Linked DNA regions of Mus musculus: region 1 is linked to region 2. The links are chromatin contacts, called in public HiChIP or PLAC-seq maps. All regions are on one chromosome and are shown on one strand. The core of a region is the stretch at or near the end of the contact, and the rest is flanking DNA. Distances in the headings are between cores, read along the strand shown. Region 1 holds the start of Dguok (deoxyguanosine kinase). Region 2 overlaps Sema4f (sema domain, immunoglobulin domain (Ig), TM domain, and short cytoplasmic domain).

Evidence for each region. HiChIP or PLAC-seq counts read pairs in DNA pulled down with a chosen protein or histone mark.
Region 1: a contact with region 2 is called in a FOXA1 HiChIP or PLAC-seq map of pancreatic cancer cells. The contact joins the promoter of Dguok here to the enhancer-like site in region 2. A contact is called at or near these places in 5 of 484 Hi-C or Micro-C datasets (B cells, CD4 T cells, CD8 T cells and 1 more) and 4 of 115 datasets of contacts at active chromatin or transcription factors (T-cell acute lymphoblastic leukemia, memory CD8 T cells, pancreatic cancer cells and 1 more).

Annotation. Positions count from the first base shown.
Region 1 is chr6:83,502,181-83,508,314 of GRCm38.p6, reverse strand. Dguok (deoxyguanosine kinase) reads left to right here and starts at 1,346. Exons shown (of 7, transcript NM_013764.2): 1 at 1,346-1,567. The coding sequence starts at 1,426.
Region 2 is chr6:82,907,759-82,914,397 of GRCm38.p6, reverse strand. It overlaps Sema4f (sema domain, immunoglobulin domain (Ig), TM domain, and short cytoplasmic domain), which reads left to right. Exons shown (of 14, transcript NM_011350.4): 13 at 1-31; 14 at 294-2,513. The coding sequence ends at 907. Among named protein-coding and RNA genes, the nearest start is that of Sema4f, 29 kb to the left of the region's middle. Within about 2 kb of position 5,022, at least 137 of the 459 cell types and tissues checked have an H3K27ac peak or open chromatin away from gene starts, as enhancers often do. A contact at or near this core is called in CD8 T cells and pancreatic cancer cells, where this site is marked.

The DNA.
Region 1 (6,134 bases), core at 97-2,596, 600 kb before region 2:
CAAAGAAATGTAATCGGTATTTCTGCACAGTGATGGTTACTGGTGTGTGGCAGTGGCAATGGATAGAATTTAGCGGCTCCGATCTCCACGAGAATCCTACCTAGATTATAGTTGTTGTAGCCAAGGCTAAGTGCAGTGGTCAGAGGACACCTTTCAGGTGGTGGTTCTCTCATTTCACCACGTGGGACCTGAGGATTGTGACCCTGTGGTGAACAGGCTTAGCAGCAAGTGCCTTTAGTCAACTTGCAAGCCCCCTCCTCCTTTTTGAGCTAGTCTCGTACATCCCAAGATGGCCTCCAATGCACTGTGTAGCCAAGGATGACTGAACTTCTGAGCCTCCTACCTCCACCTCTCAAGTTCTAGGATTACAGGCGTGTGCCACCATACTGGAGTTCTCTGCTCCAGATCCAGCCCACAGCTTTGTGTGTGCTAGGCTCCACAGGTCACATCTTTCCAACAACTGCAGGACTGTAGATTTTATGTTTCAGAAAGTCTCTTCCATGCCTCCTCTCCCCTCACTCACTGCATATAGTCCTGTACATGTCTCCTCTCCAGGATTCATTCTTACAGAGCCAATACCATGCTTAATCCAACTCGTTATCCTGATGAGATTCCTCCAAGTGAACATTTACCTATTTAAAGGTCAAAATAAAATGGGGTGTGATAAAATAAATGGTCCAACATTGTGCTGACAGTTACACAGGATGCGAAACATTACTTGTGTAAGTTATTGGATTGTTCCCTTCCTGCTTAAAACAGTCCAGTCTCTTCCTGTAGGCAATAAAGTCCCAAAGTATGGAGGAAGAAGGCATTTATCTTAGGGCCAGTGAGACGGCTCAGCAGGTAAAAACACTAGCTGCCAAGACTGATAGCCTGAGTTTGAGCAGACTCTTATAAGTCGTCCTGACCTCTACAAGTGCGCCATTAATGAGTAAGTAAAATGATACGTAATGAGCATGCTGGAACACACATTGTAGGCTCACCACTTGGGACGGGGAGGCAGGAGGACCAACTGCACTACATGAGACCTTGTCTCAAAATATCAAAATAAATAAGTATAACAAGATTTTTGTTGTTCTGTTTTTCAAGACAGGGTTTCTTTGTGTAGCCCTGACTGTCCTGCGACTCACCCTGTACACCATACTAATATGCAATATACACATATTAATTAAAACGATGAGAGGGCTACGGACGCCTGAACTCTACTTCAGCACACCCTCCTACACCACAACACCGAGACACTCCCACATCGTCCCTGCAAATGTCGCGAGAACAGAGCAGCTCCTGCGGCCTCACCCGCCTAGAGAGCTAAAACCAGCCACTTCCTGCCTGACGGCCCTCTGACGTCAAAGGTGCGCTGGCGTCGCTTGATCGCAGGCGGAAGTGCTCTCGGCGGAAGTGCCCGCCTTGCTCGGCTTGGGTAGGATGGCTGCAGGTCGGTTCCTTCTGCGTCGTCTCCGAGCGTCTTTCCGTTCCCCGCTGCGGAACGCGCTCGTGGACGCGCCACACGCCAGGGCCATGCACGACGGGGGCGGCCCCCGAAGGCTCTGCATTGAAGGCAACATCGGTAAGGGCCAGAAAGTGGCTGTCGAGCCTTGGCCTCCGCCGAGTAGGTGGCTGAGAGGCTGGGAAAAGAAGTTGGCCTCAGATCTGTCCCACCCTGCCCACCTGACCCCTTCTGCTGCCACCGCCCAACCTGCCGGCCGGTTCTGCATGTCAGGCCTTTCTCCCACAGTGCACCGCGGGTTTTGATTTTGGGAGACATTGGGCCCCAGTACCCGCCCACCTACTCACCCACGGGGACGTAATAGCCTGACGCAGGCTTTAGATAGCCCCAGAATTATACTGGTTTACTGGCATGTTTCATTCGCTAGAAATAGATGCGACAGTGTGCCGGTTCTTTTCCTAAAATAGCATCACCAGATTTAGCAAAAATAAAAATAAATGTCCAGTTTACATAGTTTAAGATAATTTTGGTGTGTCACATGCAGTATTTGGGGCATACACTTAAAAAATGAGCCATTGTTTATTTAGACTTTTTTTTTTTTTTTTTTTCCCCTGAGACAAGGTTTCTCTGTGTAGCGTTGACTGTCCTGGAACCCGCTCTGTAGACCAGGCTGGCCTAGAACTCAGAAGAGATCCGCCTGCCCCTTGCCTCCCTTGTGCTGGGATTAAGGGGATGTGGCACCACCGCCTGGCTTAGATCAATTCTTAACAGATTCCATTTTCACTATTTTGCTGTACCCCCATGTTAATTGCACTACAAATTATTATGACAGTGTTCTATTGTTTTGAAACAGTCACTGTGTAGCCCTAGCTGGCTTGGATCTTGCTATTTAGACCAAGCTGGGCTCAAACTCACAGAAAGTTGCCTGCCTGGTTAGGAAGGATCATGCTTCTTAAATTTAGAAATAGATACTTATTATATATTTTGTTATAAGTAACCCAGTATCTTAAAAAACAAAAAAGCAACATGGAAGGAAAATGGCTCAACTCACTGTTGCTGAATTCTGAGGGTACTTAGCTCTGCACAGATGCTGATAATGCTATCAGGTGTGGGCTGCTCAAGACATTCTAGCAGCAAATAGTTTCTCGTTTTATTCATTCAGCAAATCGCCCTTTGAGTGTCTTCTCTGTGCTGGCACTGTTCCTTGACCCTACGGATACAGCCATGACCAGATCAAATAAAAATTCTGCACTTTAATAGGAAGTGATACATAATAAAGCTACAGAAATTAATTAAGCGGGGTAAATAAACAGTGGATGAGCTATTGATGAGTAAGATGAGAGGTTGAGGGTGGTTGTCTGTCTTCCAAATATAGTAATTGCCAAGTACCTCACTGGTGAAGGGATGCTGGATCAATAACCTGAACAGTGTGGGGGAGTGAGCGAGGTGGGCAGCTGACCAACAGTATTCCAGGCAGAGCAAGTCGGAAGGCCTGGGGATAGAATGGTGTGTTCAGTGAGCAGGAGGGAACCCATTCCAGCCAAAGTAGAGTCACCAAGGAGGGCAGTGGAGGAAATGATCAGGTGGATGAAGGAGGACCGGGTTGTGTAGATCCCAAAGACTATCGTGGGTTGTTTTCTTAATTTTAAATTTTACTCTCTTATATATTATATCCCAACGGCAATTTCCTCCTTCCTCTCCTCCCAGCCTCTCCCTCCACTACCCTCCATCCATTCTTGCGTTTCTCATCAGAAAAGGACAGGCCTCCCATGGATAACACCCTGAGACAGGAAGCCATTCAATGGTTTGAGGTGTTGAGAGATGAAAGCATCTCTGCTCAGTGCATAGGAAGTGGAAGGTTTCAGTTAGGAAGCCATTGCAGTATAACAAGCTAAGCTGGACCCCGGTGAAAGTTAGAGTTTAAGGTAGGCCAGGGGGGCCTGGTGATAGATGAGGTGTGTGTTCTGGAGGAGGCCGTGATAACCTCAGTCATCTTTACTGGAACAGCTTGGAAGACTTAGTTTGGATTGTTTTCTAATGTATATTTGTTTACTTAGTTACTTAGTTATTTTATCATGAGATCTTGTGCATGCTAGCCAAATGTTCTGCCACTGAAGTCCATCCCCCGTCCTTTTTGGGTTTTTTGGTTTGTTTGTTTGTTTGTTTTGTTGTTTAAGTTCTACATCTGGGTGTGAGAATGTGTGTGTGAGTGCAGGGAGAGTTGCAGGTGTTTGTGAGCCACAAATATGGGCACTGGGAACCAAGCTCAGGTCTTCTGGAAGAGCAGGAGACACTCTTAACTGCTAAGCCATCTGCCCAGCCCAGACCATGAGCTTTGCTTTTGTTCTCTTCCCACATCAAACTCTTGCTTACAGAGTCCAGGCTGGCCTCGAACTCCCGATGCAGCTCCAAACTAACCTTTAACATACATCCTCTGCCTCCACCTCCTCCATTCTGGGATTACCGTTGCGCACTAACACACCCAGCTTAGACTGTCTTAAACGGAGAAGTCTGGGAAGAACAGACTGTGTTAGTGGTTTCAAGAGTTGGTTTTAAGCATGATTGGGTTTCAATGTGGCTATGAGATAGCCAAGTAGAATAGAAGTATTGAATAAGCTCGTGGGTATGCGAGTGGAGGATGCATATATGTGTGTGTGTGTGTGTGTGTGTATACACACATACATATATATGTGGTATATATATATGTGGTATTTAAAGCCAGAAGACTATATTGAAGGAAAAGACTGAGGCCCTTGATGTTAAGGCTATTTTTCTTTCTGTGAAAGATTGAAACACATTAGTAGATTTTTTTAAAAAAAATGATCTAGTCAAGAGGGCAAATTAGCTGGGTAGGAGTGTAGTTCTAACACTCATGAAGCAGAGACAGGCAGATTTCTGAGTTTCAGGTCAGCTATGGCTACACAGAGAAACCCTGTCTTTGAAAAAAGAGCGGGGAGAGATAGTGACCAGAGAGAGTTTCTGGAATCTTTTTACAACTGTTATTATATTTATTGGCTCCGTGCACCGTGGCTCCTATACAGAGTACCAGCATTCATCTCTCCCTGCTTCCTTCTTGGGATGCAAAGCTGCCTTACCCTCCTGATGCTGGGAGTTTCCACCAAGATGGACTCAAACTGAGCCAGAAGAAACCCTCCCTCCCAATTGTCTCAGTTGTCAGGTACTTTGCCACCAAGACAAGAAAACTAAGGTAGTGGCAGAACACTGCCTTAGGGAGTTTGCAGAGGAGGATGGCCAGATGCTGGTGAGCCTGTGGATACTGCTTCATCCTGTTGGCAGTAGGTGGCTGCCTGAGCCACTAGAGAGTTGACGTCAGGGTGTGCCGTAACTAGATTCGTGTCTAGAAAGCCACAGGCTACAGTTAAGTGTAAACAAGTGCTTCCTAAAGTGGACACTTTCTATGTCACATGTGTTGCAGTACCCATAATGCTTTGTTTCTAGCTTGTCCAATGGGCAAGTAAATAAATTGGAAAGTTCTAAAGTAAAAAACTAGTTTCCACAGCTGTTGAAGTTGAAGGAGGAGAGATGACACAGGCTTGAATGGAGGGAGAAAGAAGGGACAGTTGAAGGATAGTCAGGAATCGAGATGGCCAGGACTCAGTGACTGCTTGGAGATTAGCAGAGGAGGAGGGTGCTCAGGTTTACAGTTTGCATTCTGACTCAGTAAGCAGGGGATGAAATCAAGGAAGAGATATTCTGGGGAGGTAAAAGGGATACATTTTGTCTGAGAGATCTGCGAGACACATAGAGGAGATCCCGAACTGACTTGACTGGGTACCCAAGTACAGAGAGACTTAAGATGGGACCGAGTCCAGGCATGGAGCTGGTGACAGGTGGGGGTAGGTAAAGCCTTGGAGGTGCTGCAGAGCAACCTGGGAGACTGCATCTGCCTTGGCTCTAGTCCCCAGTTACTTCCCTCAGCACACACTCAGATGGCAGCTCCCACACTGAGTTCCTCATCCTGTGCATCCTGTGTGGGCTGGCAGAGCTTCCTACCCATGACTGTATGCACTTGAGTGTTGCTGACATGTTCAGTACCTTCCCTGGGTCGGAGCCACCAGTGCTCTACTCATCTCTGTGTTGCCCTGCCTTTGTGCTCATGTGACTGCCAGAATCCTGTCCTGGCACATTTATGTGGAAGTTAGTCACTGGCACACAGGAAAGGGAATGGCTTCCGCTGTGATCCTGAAACCAGGCAGTATGGCTGTATGACTGCAGTTCAAAGCTTTTCACCCACAACTGAAAATCCAAACAATAAAGTACCTAGCAGCTCCTTTAGTTCTGTTCATCACTAAGTTGTGTCCCTCACTGCTTCCTGAAGCCCATTACTTTGTGACTACAAACCCCAGTTGAAGTGCAGGTTGCCATATGAGATAGCTGTCAGTGGGTCATCTGACTCCATTCCAGTGTTTCACTTTCACGGACCTACTGTGAGAAGGGGAAACAGTAAGTTCCTCCCATGCTGGAGTCTTGGGTGTAAGGCAGCACAGGGCTCTGCTAAAGGCATATTGATCCTGTATTAGAAAAGTGTCTTATGCACACTGTTGTGTCTTTTCTCTGTGCCAAGCTTTATTTTAAAAAAATGAGCAAAGAACCCTGGTGGGGAACAACCTGTTTCTAATACTGGATCTTGACTTCTCTTGTCTCTGCAAGTCACTTCATTCTTATT
Region 2 (6,639 bases), core at 3,773-6,272:
GTCTCTTCTTTGTGTCCAAAAGAACCTGGAGGTTTGTATGGCTCAGAGAAATGCGGGTGGAATGTATAGAAAGGGGCTAGAGAGTTGATCTTTTTTGTCTCATTCAAAAGACTTGATCCCATGAAGACATGGCAGTCCAGGACCCAGGACCCAGGACCCAGGGCCTTTCCATTTTTGGGAATCCCTTTTGGCAATGTCCCTACATATCTTATATATGACATCTCTCCATATGCCCCCATCCTACTTCCTGCCTATAGCTTCATGTCTTTTGTGTCTTTGCCTTCTCTCCACAGAACATCCGGTAGTGTTTGAAGTTCCAGTGGCTACGGTGGGCCACGTGGTCCTGCCGTGCTCCCCCAGTTCTGCCTGGGCATCCTGTGTGTGGCACCAGCCCAGTGGAGTGACTTCGCTCACCCCACGAAGGGATGGGCTAGAGGTGGTGGTGACCCCAGGGGCCATGGGGGCTTATGCTTGCGAGTGTCAGGAGGGTGGAGCCGCCCGTGTGGTGGCTGCTTATAGCTTGGTGTGGGGCAGCCAGAGGGGGCCCGCAAACCGGGCCCACACCGTTGTGGGGGCTGGGCTGGTTGGCTTTTTCCTGGGTGTTCTAGCAGCATCTCTCACTCTCCTCCTGATTGGTCGCCGTCAGCAGCGGCGGCGACAGAGGGAGCTTCTAGCTAGAGACAAGGTGGGCTTAGATCTGGGGGCTCCACCTTCTGGGACCACAAGCTATAGCCAAGACCCTCCCTCTCCTTCACCTGAAGATGAACGGCTGCCCCTGGCCCTGGGTAAGCGGGGCAGTGGTTTTGGTGGCTTCCCTCCACCCTTCCTGCTGGATTCTTGCCCGAGCCCAGCCCACATCCGGCTCACTGGGGCTCCTCTGGCCACGTGCGATGAGACGTCTATCTAAAGCCAGGAAAATGACTGCCAGCCATGAGCAATCTCTGGAACTAGCGGCTACGAAGACCAGGGTCACTGAACCTGGGAGACGATCATGGCTGCTCCATTCTCTTGGAGTCTGTGTGATCACACGTCAGTGTCTGTCCTCTGGACCTGGATGAGCTGAGGGCCAGACCTTTGCCTGATTCCTGATTCTCATGAGAGATCAACCCTGTAGCCCTCTGCTATGGCCTCTTGTCTTGGGCCCATCATCAGCTTGTGGGGTGGAGCAAGGACACAGGCTCTGATTTGCTTATGGTGGGCCCCCGGAAAGAGGGAGCACTGCGGGGTGGTTGGAGCGCGTGTGCCCTGCATCCGTGTGGTGCCTGTATGATGATTTTCCAGTTTGCTGACTCTGGGGAGCGCATGATCCCCGGACTGCCTTGAGATCTCTCCCAACTCAGTTTCCCTTTGTCCCTTGAAGAGTGTGTGTCTATACACTGGTGTGCCTCGAAGACCTGTCCAGGTGTGTGTGGATGACAGGGCCGGTGCCTAGGTGCTTTTGGGGGGTCGGAGAGGAAGGTTGGAACGGGGGACAACTTTACCCTCGGTAGCCAGTGAGGGAAACCACACGACCCCATCACCCCACAGCGCTTCTTCAACTTTGAGCAAAGTTCCCAAAGTGACCTTCTGGTGGGAAGGGCAGCAGGACACGTGGCCCCGTCCTTCTCCTCATCTTTCTCCTCTGGCTGCCACCACTGCCGTGCCACCGCTGCTTTTTCCCTGGCTGGAGTGGAGGCTGAGCCCTCTTTCCTTGGCTTCCATTTAAAATGAACTTCACAACATTCTAGCTATTGAGGGATGACAAAAGGAACCCAGAAAAGTGTGTAGGAAATTACAAGCAGGTTCAAGAAGATTTGCCTCAGTGACTTTCACCCTTGCCCTAAAGCAGGAGTCCCCTAGCAGGACTCCCTGAAATTGTATGCAAAGAAATGTCTGTCCATGTGTGGCATGTGTGCGTGCGTGCGTGTGTGTGTGTGTGTGTGTGTGTGTGTGTGTGTGTGTGTGATGGCTTTCATCAGATTCTCAAGGCCTTAATGAGGTTAAAGGACCATGGTCCATAGTCACCACACTTGGGCCACATAAATGGAGGAGGTGTTGCTGTGAGGCAGTTCCTCCCTGGCCTGCTGCCTGAGGCCAGTCCCTGGACACACTGCTGCTGGAGATCCCACCTCTCTCCAGTCCTCCTCGGAAGCTAGTGAAGCTAGGCTCTGCACGTGCTTGAAGACACCATCGCCTCCTTTCTTGCTTCGTTATTCCTGTGTGCGCTGCATCTGCTCCGTCCTGCTCTTGGCCTGTGAATGTGCCTCGTCCATCCCTGGTGAGGGACCTCGAACCCCGGTGAGGATGCAGCCCTTTCCAGTTGAAGTTTCTGTTCTACTTTCCTTGACAGCAGCCTGTGAATTACTCAAGAGTCCCCTTGGGTTTGGAGTTACCAGTGGCTTTGAGTAGGATCTTTGGCACGTAGTCTAACCTAGGGACATTGGTTATTCATCTGTAAAGTGGGGATATACCTACCTCAGGGTTGCTGCAAGGATCAAACGAGGAAACGTATGAACAATAAAGCATTACCCAGAGCAGCGGGCGTGGTTATTGTAGCTGTTGCTTTATCATAGCCGAACCACGTGATCACCATGGCAGGCACTCACTGTGCACCCCATGCAGTGGAAGGTGGACAAGCCTTCACCAACATCTGATCTTCGATCATCTCAGGATGGGTCTTAACCACCCATATTTAGGCTTTACTCAAATCTGCGATTTATTTTTTTAAAAAATTATGTGTATATGTGTATGTTAACGTATGTATACGTGAGTGCCGCTACCTCAAGAGGCCAAAAGAGGGCAATGGATCCCCGAAGCTAAAGTTAGAGGCAGTTGTGAGTTGCTTGATGTGTGTTTTGGAAACTGAACTCAGACCTTCTGAAAGAGTAGCAGGTGCCTTAGTTGCTGAGTCATCTTTCCAGCCCTCTAGTCTTATACATGTTGAGTGATGTTGATAGCCAGAGTTTCCTTCTGCTAAACCAGGAGCCACTGATGTCATCTTTGCTTCTCTATGGAAGGGACACATGTACTAAGTCTTTGTGCTATTCCACTTCCAAGATGGACGTGGATTTTACTCCAGGAAAAAAGAGATTGAAAACACATGCACACATACACACACTCCAGCTAAGAAGGAGATTCTGAAGTAAGGATTTTTTTTTTCAAGACAGGGTCTTACTACATAGTTCAGACTGGTCTTGAACTTACTATGTAGCCCAGACTAGCCCAGAATTTGTGATTCTCCTGCCTCAGTTCCCCAAAGTCTTGGGATTACAGGTATACACTGGCATGCCTTTAAGAAGGCTAACAGTTCAGTAAATGGAGAAATTCATGGCTCACTTAGTAGAGAAGTCAGGAATAAGATACCCTCAGGACTGCACAAAGGACTTTAGGAGTCAAGGTCCCAGCCCCTGGAATTAGGATTCAGGGTTAGAGGGAGTCTGTCTGTCTGCCTGTCTGTCATCTTTGCTTGTCTTGCCTGATTTCTTTCTTTCTTGCTGTAAATGGCCCCACTCAAAGAAGCAGAAAAGGTGGCTGCTGCTGAGATGACTTCATGAGCAAAGGCACGTGCTGCTGGCTTTGATCTCCAGAACCCACGTGGCAGGAGAACTGACTCAAGTTGTCCTCTGACCTCTACATGTGTGCTTTGGCACACATGTGCATGCACATACATGCACACATACACAAAATAAATGAATGTTAAAGAGAAAAAGAAATATGGCTGCTTCCACATCCTTTCAGCCACAGATCTTAGAAGCCAAAACTACTTTTTCAGCGTAAACCAAGAATCACAAGGACAGCTCTGCTCATATCACATGACTCCATTGCACCAATGAGTGTGTCCAAGGAAATGGGATACTGTGATTGGCCAAGCCTAAGTCACATACGTGTCCAGGGAGGGAAAGATTACATTATCAGAAGAATGGACATAAGGAAGTTGGATAAAAAAGACAAAAACAGAACAAACAAACAAAACACCAGTTGTAGTTTACTAAAGGTATTTAGATGTAGACAGTGATCTTTCAAAAATTAATGCTAAATATGTTCCTTTCAAGTTAAAGTTTTCTAATGGCTTCTTATGACACCCAGGAGAAATTCCAACCCTTCCTTCTAATTTAGAACTGTTGTTCTTACTTAAGTTTTTTTTTTTTTTACATATATATTACTTTTTATTTTTTATTTATTTTTATTTTTTTCTTCCCTCTCACTCAAGGTGGGCACTCATTGTGGACACGATAAGGCTTTTCCTACCATATGCCAATTAAGCTCATTATTGGTGGAAAGCCTGGCTTCTTCTGGCTATTTAGGCTTTATTTTAAGTATCACTTCCAGAATGAGGACCACCCTGATCACACAGTATAGATGCGTGCTTGTCTGTTGCTGGGATAAAAGACCCTGACCAAAAGCAACTTAGCAGGGGAGGGGAGCTTACTGGGAACACAGTCCATTAAGGTGAGGAAGTATGGCGGCAGGAAAATGAGGATGGCCTGGCAGTCAGGAAGCAGAGCAACCATGTTTCACCCTCACAGAGAGGGGAGAGAAAGAGAGACAGACAGACAGACAGACAGACAGACAGACAGACAGACAGACAGATACAAATACACACAGAGAGAGACAGAGAAACAGAGACAGGCAGAGACAGACAGACAGAGACAGGCAGAGAGAGAAACAGAGAGACAGAGGCCTGGTCCCCAGTGATTAACTTCCTCCAACAAGGCTCCAAACCTAAACGTTCTATAACCTTTGCAAACAGCACCACCAAGTGGCAAACAAGTGCGAGCCTGTGGGAGCCATTTCATATTTAACCTACAACACTACCTACACATCCTTCTCAGCATAGCATTTATCATTAATGTGCATTTCCTCTTTTTGGCTTGTTTATTCTGTTAGAGTTATTTTCCTTCTTACTAAGTCTGTACTTCATATTGTCCCGCACCATAGCCGTTTAGCATAATCCTAGATGCACAGTGCCTAAGACGTGCCCTACAGAGACGTCAACAATATTAACTGAGTGAGTCTGTGTGACCATCGCTGACCTGGCTCGCTGAGTCATGGCAAGAACTAGTGTGTACTCACTCCTGCAGAAACTCACAAGGCTCCAGCTGCCCCGGTTCCACAGCGCTGAGTCATGGCTGCTGGGAATCCTCTGTCTCGCAGGCTGACTGACTTAGTTGCTTTTCTGTTGCTGTGGTAAAACATCAAACAACCAAAAGCAACTTACGGGAAAATCCTTGGTTTTGGCTTTCGGTTCCAGAGGGATAAAATTCCACCGTGGCCTGGAAGCCTGGCGGGCGTGGTGACATGGCAGCAGGCAGTGACTGGAGCAGAAAGCTAGGAACTCACACCCCCAACCACAAGCACAAACTTGGGAGAGTAAACTGCACGCGGGGAGAGGCCATCTAAGCTTGACCGCTGACCCCAGTGACATACAAGACCTCGCGTCTTAAACCTCCCCAAATAGCACCAGTGACTGGGGTCTAAGTTTTCTCCCACCTGAGCCTATGGAGTTCACATTCAAAGCACCACACAGACGCTCTGCTGTGACAGGTAGTGTCAGGGTGTTTCCCTTTATAACTCCCACAGCCTCCCTCTAGCTTGGGTTCTGAACTCCCGCTTAGACCTTAATTTTCTCTATTAATAATTCTCTATTAATAATTCTCTATTAATAATTCTCTATTAATAATTCGTGTTTGGTTATTTGCAGACTAGTCTCTCCTGCTCTTCCTTCCAGATCAAAGATATTAAACTCATTTATCTGAGATAACAATATTCTTTTCCAAGAATAGACATCCTATATAGGAATAGTTGCTTTAACTAATAATAAAAATTATGTCCATGCATGTACTAATTTTATGTATGGTATAGTAAACATTTTTCATACTAATCTCAACTCCAGAAAGTCTAGAATAAATAGTCATATTTGTAGCCAAAAAACAGGTTCAGAGCAGGAGCCTGCTGAACATCACACAGTCATCTCCCAGTGGAGGTGGGACTGTTTTCAAGTCTCTCCAATTCTGAAGCCCGCGTGGAGATGTGTCTCTAAAGATTTTCATCATGCTAACATTAATTCTAAGGCTAACAGGAAAACACAACGAGTCAATGAAAAATATTTTTAGTTGAATATGACTCAGTGTTGGCGTGAAAACATGTCTGCAACACTGGTTAGTGAGGAAGAGACAACGTAGAGGGAGGAGAGTCACCCCGGAGTGCTGGGCGCTAGCCAAGCATGTGGGTTCTGCAAGCTCTGTTGAACGGGGAATGGCTCAGAGCATCAGCACTGGATAAGACACTCAGTGCAGAGGACAGGTCAGAATGAAAGCAAGAGCTCTAGGTACATGTAAACACAGGCACAGGCACAAACAAGAATAGTGCCCAGACCACAGAAGTGAGCATGAAAACACCCATGGAAGGAGTTACAGAGACAAAGTTTGGTGCTGAGACAAAAGGATGGAGCATCTAGAGACTGCCATATCCAGGGATCCATCCCATAATCAGCCTCCAAACGCTGACACCATTGCATACACTAGCAAGATTGTGCTGATAGGACCCTGATATAGCTGTTTCTTTTGTTGCCGGGGCCTAGCAAACACATAAGTGGATGCTCACAGTCAGCTATTGGATGGATCACAGGGCCCCCAATGGAGGAGCTAGAGAAAATACCCA